Linked DNA regions of Sus scrofa: region 2 is linked to region 1. Evidence: chromatin contacts called from public HiChIP or PLAC-seq data. All regions are on one chromosome and are shown on one strand. Each heading gives the region's core, a stretch centred on a gene start, on an enhancer-like site or on the middle of the called end of the contact. The rest is flanking DNA. Distances are from core to core; before and after follow the strand shown. Region 1 holds the start of NDUFB2 (NADH:ubiquinone oxidoreductase subunit B2). Region 2 holds the start of BRAF (serine/threonine-protein kinase B-raf).

The links. HiChIP or PLAC-seq counts read pairs in DNA pulled down with a chosen protein or histone mark.
Region 2: a contact with region 1 is called in an H3K27ac HiChIP or PLAC-seq map of alveolar macrophages. The contact joins the promoter of BRAF here to the promoter of NDUFB2 in region 1. A contact is called at or near these places in 1 of 5 promoter capture datasets (fetal liver) and 2 of 2 datasets of contacts at active chromatin or transcription factors (alveolar macrophages and skeletal muscle).

Annotation. Positions count from the first base shown.
Region 1 is chr18:9,149,209-9,152,114 of Sscrofa11.1, forward strand. It overlaps NDUFB2 (NADH:ubiquinone oxidoreductase subunit B2), which reads right to left and starts at 1,305. Exons shown (of 4, transcript NM_001244885.1): 1 at 1,198-1,305. The coding sequence starts at 1,295.
Region 2 is chr18:8,956,275-8,959,508 of Sscrofa11.1, forward strand. BRAF (serine/threonine-protein kinase B-raf) reads left to right here and starts at 1,689. Exons shown (of 19, transcript XM_021078584.1): 1 at 1,689-2,033. The coding sequence starts at 1,905.

The DNA of each region.
Region 1 (2,906 bases), core at 55-2,554:
CTCCATCTCTCTCCTTGCTCAGGTCACACATAGCTTTTCCTTCTTCCCACTCTACACCTGTCCCAGCTCCATATGGGACAGACATATGGCTTTAAGCAAGCCACTCCTTTAATTTTAATTTTTAATTTTCCTGGGTCTCAGGTTCCCTATTATTATTAATAACAGCTAAACAATACTTGTAATGTCCTTACTGGGCACCAGCAACTGTCTTCAAACATTTTAGAGATTTGTTATTCATTTAGTTCTCTGTAAGTCAACACTATTATCCCCATTACATGGTTGAGAAACCTGAGTTATTAAGAGATCATGAAACTTCCTAGGCTAGGGGTCAAATCCGAGCTGCAGCTGCCAACCTATGCCACAGCCACAGCCACGCCAGATCCCAGTCGTGACTGCAACCTACGCCACAGCTCACCAAAACGCCGGATTTTTAACCCACTGAGCGAGTCCAGGGATCTAAACACCTGTGTCCTCATGGATACTAGTCAGGTTCATTTCCGCTGAGCCACAATGGGAACTCCTCCAATCGGCCTCTTTAGCTACCTCACGGGTGACTGCTTTTGCTCCTCTCTTAAATTCTCGTGTTGCAAAGGGGAACTCTAAACTATAGGCTGTGGGCAAAAACTCTTTGTGGGAGACCGCCTCCACGCCCCCACCTTAGAGAACTTAACTCTCCACTCCGCAACCACAGTAATTTTTCAAAATTAAAATCTGGCCACGTGACATCTGATTAAAACCTATCAATGACCGACATCGCCTCTGTTCGAAATCCCTCAGCCAGGCATCAGGACCTTCTACCATTCCCTCACCACGTCCAAACTCTCCAGCCTCACTTGACGCTTCCAACTGCAAAGCACGCCCTCGCCTCCCCAACTCCTGCTCTCGCTTCCAGAAGAGCTTTTGCTGCGTCCACATTCGACTGTCAATTTCTCAGGGGCAGGCTCCCCCCGGGGCCAGGAGGGCCCGATACAGACTTCAATTGGCCCCGCGAGCTGCGCTTCCCCGTCCCCACGAGCCCCGCTGTCCCAAGCCCCCGCTTCGCGAGCGGTCAGACTACACGTCCCAGCAGGCCTCAGGGCGGAAGTCGCTGTAGACTCGGAGCTGCCACCGGCGCTAGGCGTCAAGGTGAGGGCGTCCCTAAGACTGGTGCTTTCTGTTAGAGACAAGCTAAGTCCCCAACCCCCACCGAGTACTCACTGACGGACTCCACCGCCTCCAGCTACCCCCGCGCCACGGCCTCTGAGGAAACGGCCTCCAACGCGCGTGAAAGGCGCCAGCCGCTGCAGAGGAGACATGCCAGCTAGCGTCCGGACGACTGACCCTGGCCTCACCCCCCTCCTTACGTCACTTCCCCTTGGCGCCCCGCCCAGTTACGTCACTGCACCTCCTCGCGCAACGCCTGGAGCGTGACGTACCGGGGCGGGTGGGGAAGCTGTAGGTCCCGCCCCACATCGGTGTCCTGGTTTTTCTCCTGGCGCGAGAGCATACGCCAGGAGGCCCCCGGCTTGAGGGTCCAGAGGCGCTTCTGATAGACGAGTGGTGTAGACGGCCCGGGTGAGCTGGGCTGGATGGAGCCACGCGCTTCGCCCCCGGATAGGCGCGCAGCGCCTTGGCGCTTGGCTTCTGGAACCCCTTTGTTTCGTGTGGGCTAAGAAACTCGTGACCGGGTCACAGCTCACTGTGCTGATCTGGACAGCGTTACCCCACCACCCGTTACCCCACCATCTGGACACCCGCGCCACCCGCGCCCTGTCAGCTCTTCCTGAATTAACTACGCTTCCAGACGCTCTGAGGCTGCAAATCTTTTCTGAACCGTGTGTCCTTCCCAAAGCTAATCCTTCTAGTCTTCTCTTCTGCAAAGGCTCACAATGATTTCTTTATTTTTATTTTTTGTCTTTTTGCCATTTCTTGGGCCGCTTCCGCGGCATATGGAGGTTCCCAGCCTAGGGATCTAATCGGAGCTGTAGCCACCGGCCTGCACCAGAGCCACAGCAACTTGGGATCCGAGCCGCGTCTGCAACCTACACCACAGCTCACGGCAACGCCGGATCGTTAACCCACTGAGCAAGGGCAGGGACCGAACCCGCAACCTCATGGTTCTTAGTCGGATTCCTTAACCACTGACCCACGATGGGAACTCCCACAAAATTATTTCTTTAAAGGCTTCATTGCTGTATTGTTGTTATGCAGCCAGTGGTTCCCAAATGGTACTCCCACAGTTTATACAGTGCAGGTCCCCAGTTTATACAGTGCTCCTCATGCCTTTATCCTGAGCCATACGTGGATTCGTTGCTTTTGTCTCTTAATAAACTCCAAGCTTCTCTAGACTCCCCTCCCCCACCCCCAAATTAAAACTTCTAGATTTGGTTAGATTATAAACAGCCTTCCAGCCTCAAGCCTTGGAGATTGCCATTTGAAATGGATCGCTTGACAAGCACTGAAGACTTCACCTTGAATGATAAGCATAAAAAGTAGGTAACTTATGGAGAGAAATGTAGACCTGAATTTAGGGACTTGAGTGCATTGAGTGTAACTGACACTCCTGTGGCAAGATATGAGCCCCTATGTGCCCTGTAACTGAAAACCTCTTGCCCTGGAGAGACTTACATAAAGCTATGATTAGGTTATGCCCTTCTGAACAGCCTATTGATTGACCCTCTGACCTTTTAGGGCTCTGGCACCACCCCCACTCTTCCCCCTTCTGCCCTCCTAACTTCTGGGTATAAAATTGTAAGAAAGAATTTATTTTCTGGGTGCAAGTTGGCTTTCCAGTTGATAGGCAATAATATAGCTTTCTCTGGGCTACCATTCCCCACTTACCCCTCTTAGTGACATACACAAACTATTAAAATATGGAGTCCATCCTTCCTAAGGGAGCCACTGCCCATGTTATAAAGCTGCCTGCC
Region 2 (3,234 bases), core at 439-2,938, 190 kb before region 1:
GATGAGATCAACCATGCTGTGGAGAAAAAAAAAAATCACATAAAGTATGATCTACATAGATTGTGGCTGATAAAGAAAATGCTAATTTAAAATGGGATGAATGGGGAAAAAAAACTTAGGTGTTTTAATGTTAGGAAGACGTGTTACAATGATGTAATATTTCTGGGGGCTTTTTTTTTTTTTTTTTTTTTTTTTAAATAGGGCCACAAGTGCAGCATATGGAAGTTTCCAAGCTAGGGGTCAAATCCAAGTTGCAGCTGCTGGCCTACGCCACAGCCTAAGCAACACAGGATACAAACCACTGTTCATGGCAACACCGAATCCTTAACCCACTGAGCGAAGTCAGGGATGGAACCCAAGTCCTCATGGATAATAGTCGGGTTCATTACCACTGAGCCACCTGGGAACTCCTGTCAAGCCACGTTTTGATTTAAATTCAGTGCCTCAAGGAGACTTCTACTTGGAAGGGAAAGTACAACAAAGCTAACAAAGGCTCCTTCGATAGTTTATATCTTGGATTTTTAAATGTAGATTTTTAAACATTAATATTCTGTTTAATCGAATAACCTCTCACAAAACTCCTTATCTCAGCTCCTGAGCTCATCCATACACAGACAGTCTGTTTCAGAAGTCAGTAGGACAGATTTCTATCTCTTGAATCATGGTGAATACAAGAGGGAAGTCACTGGTGACTTCTCCCCATGGGAAGTGCACTTAAAGCTTCTCATGACTTGATGTTGAGGTTGCTTGGTGATTAACTGCACATCATCAGGAGTTCGCAGTAACTTCCACTGTTTCTATTTCTCTCTTTTTTTCCTCCTGCATATTTCCCTTTCCTTTCAAATAAATGCATTTTTAAAAATAAATTGGGTTTCTTTAACAAATTCCATTCTGTAATTGGGCCTCTCAAAGGTAATTTAACTCTCTCTTGTCTTCAGGCATGTTTTGCATAGAGAATGCTTTGCCTTATTTTCTGTTCACGAACTGCAGGAAAGTACTTAAATATTTTGAATGATTTTCATGATCAAAGTCTGGATGCCTCTGAAATTTAGAAGGCTCCGAGCCTTGTGCAGGCCCTAGCACATGGAAAGTGCTCCGTTGACATCTGTTAAATGTATGAATCTGGTAAACAAAAAATACACTAAAACAACCTTTTCCTAAACAAAAAAACAAACTTCGACTTAGACTCACTTTAACAGGCCAAATCCTTTAATGTGTCAGGTTCCTCTGCCTAAAAGATACAAGCATCATTCTGATAACGTGGCCTTTCCTAAGTATATTTCTATCAAATTCTGCTTGGCCGTTTCAACCTTGGGGTTTCAAGTCCTATTATCATGACAAAGATACAGTCGCCGTAATAGAAATAATACAAGTCGCATAGGCTTCCCGTCTTCCTCTCTCTAGGATTTCAACTTCTCCTAAAACACGGCCCTCCTCTTCTAGTAAATCCTACAGAACAGAACAGGTTTAGGACGGAGAAGGGAATTAATCGGAGCCATGGCAACGGCGGAGCAGAGAAAACGTGGGAGCAGGAGGGTGGGCTGACTGGAACGCACCCTCCCGGGCAACGGCGCGAGGGCGCTCCTAGCATCACGTCACGTACCCCGCGTGACGTCACGACCGTGACACGCGGGTGACGCCGTTGCCGCGGCGACTTCCAGTCGTCTCCGCCCCCTGCCCCCGCCCCCTGCCTGGCGTCCTTCCCCCAATCCCCTCAGGCTCGGTTGCGCCGGGGGCCGCAGGCCGGTTCCCGAGGTGGCCCAGGCGTCCACCCGCCGCCGGCGCCGCCCGGGCCGTCCCTCCCCGCCGCCCCCCGCCCTCCGCCTCCGCCTCCCCCCGCCCTCCGCCTCCCTGCCCCCTCCCCGCCCAGCAGCGGTCGCTTGGGCCCGGCTCTCGGTTATAAGATGGCGGCGCTGAGCGGCGGCGGCGGCGGCGGCGGCGCGGAGCAGGGCCAAGCTCTGTTCAACGGGGACATGGAGCCCGAGGCCGGCGCCGCGGCCTCTTCGGCTGCGGACCCTGCCATTCCCGAGGAGGTGAGTGCCGGCGCCCCCTGCACCCCTCCCGACTCGGGGCTCGCCCGGCTGGTGTTTATTTGGGGGAAAGAGGTGGCGGCGGGGGCTACGGTGCCCTCAGCCACCTTCTCCTCCGGGCTCTGCGGGGTGGGAGACGGGCATTCCCCTCCTGTCCCTCTCCGTCACGCGGCTCCTCGCTACGTAAACACACACAATGGCCCGGGGGGTTTCCCTGGCCCGCTCTTGGGGCCGGAGGGATTCGGGCAGCGGTGGTTGAGCAGGAGGCCATCAGTAGGGGGCGAGACTCAGGGCTGGTCCGAGAAGGTCACGGCTGGCTGAAGGTAGCCAGCCTCGCATCGCCTCGATGTTTTCGTTTTAGGGGTGGGGGGCGGGGGAGGCTGGTGGCGGCCTCCAGGTGCAAGATGTAGGTTAGTAGCCGGGGCCCGGCCCCTAGCCCGAGTTCATGCCGTGTGTAATTATTACCTGGTCATGGTGATGATGGGGCTCATCATTCCCTCTGCTCTCCATGACTGTCTCCCTTTTCAGGCCGCTGCTCTCCCTTCCACTTCTCTACTTGGTGGTGGTGGTGGTGGTGGAGGCGGGGGAGGGGGGGTTTCTCTTCACCTGTTTTAACCAGCGGATGGTTTTGATTTAGTCTTTACTTTTTCTACCGTAAATGCCACTGTTTCCGTTCTTTTTTCCACCCCGGTCTTGTTCCCCGGTTCCTAATGTTTGTCAGTGCTCTGTCGCCGACTGGTAACCCCCATCCCATTCCCATCTGCCACCCGGCTCCTTTGCCAGTAGTTGGACTGGCCTGCCTTCTAACCTCAGCTTCTACTTAAGACCATTTTTGCACTTCTCTTACCCTGGTCCTCTTGAGGCCTTCCACGTCTTCCCACTGCTCCCTAACTTGTTATCTATTGTTACCGTCACAAATCCTTCTGGACGCTTTGGAGCTACTTACTTTCTGAATCCTGAAGCTGTCAAGATTCCATCAGGTTTCACTTGCAGTCCTGCCACTTTTTAGTCTTCCATTTGTGCATTCGCACGTCTTTGTGTCTTCCTACCTGTTTTATACGTTTGAATTCTTGCTGTTGTCCTCCTTTTTGTCCCCCCCCTTTTTTTTGCTTTTTCCTCTTTAGCCCTTGCTTCTCTCAGCCTGCTTTTGCATTATTCACCTCTTATCACCTTGTCAAATTACTTGGTTTACATTTTGGTTTTT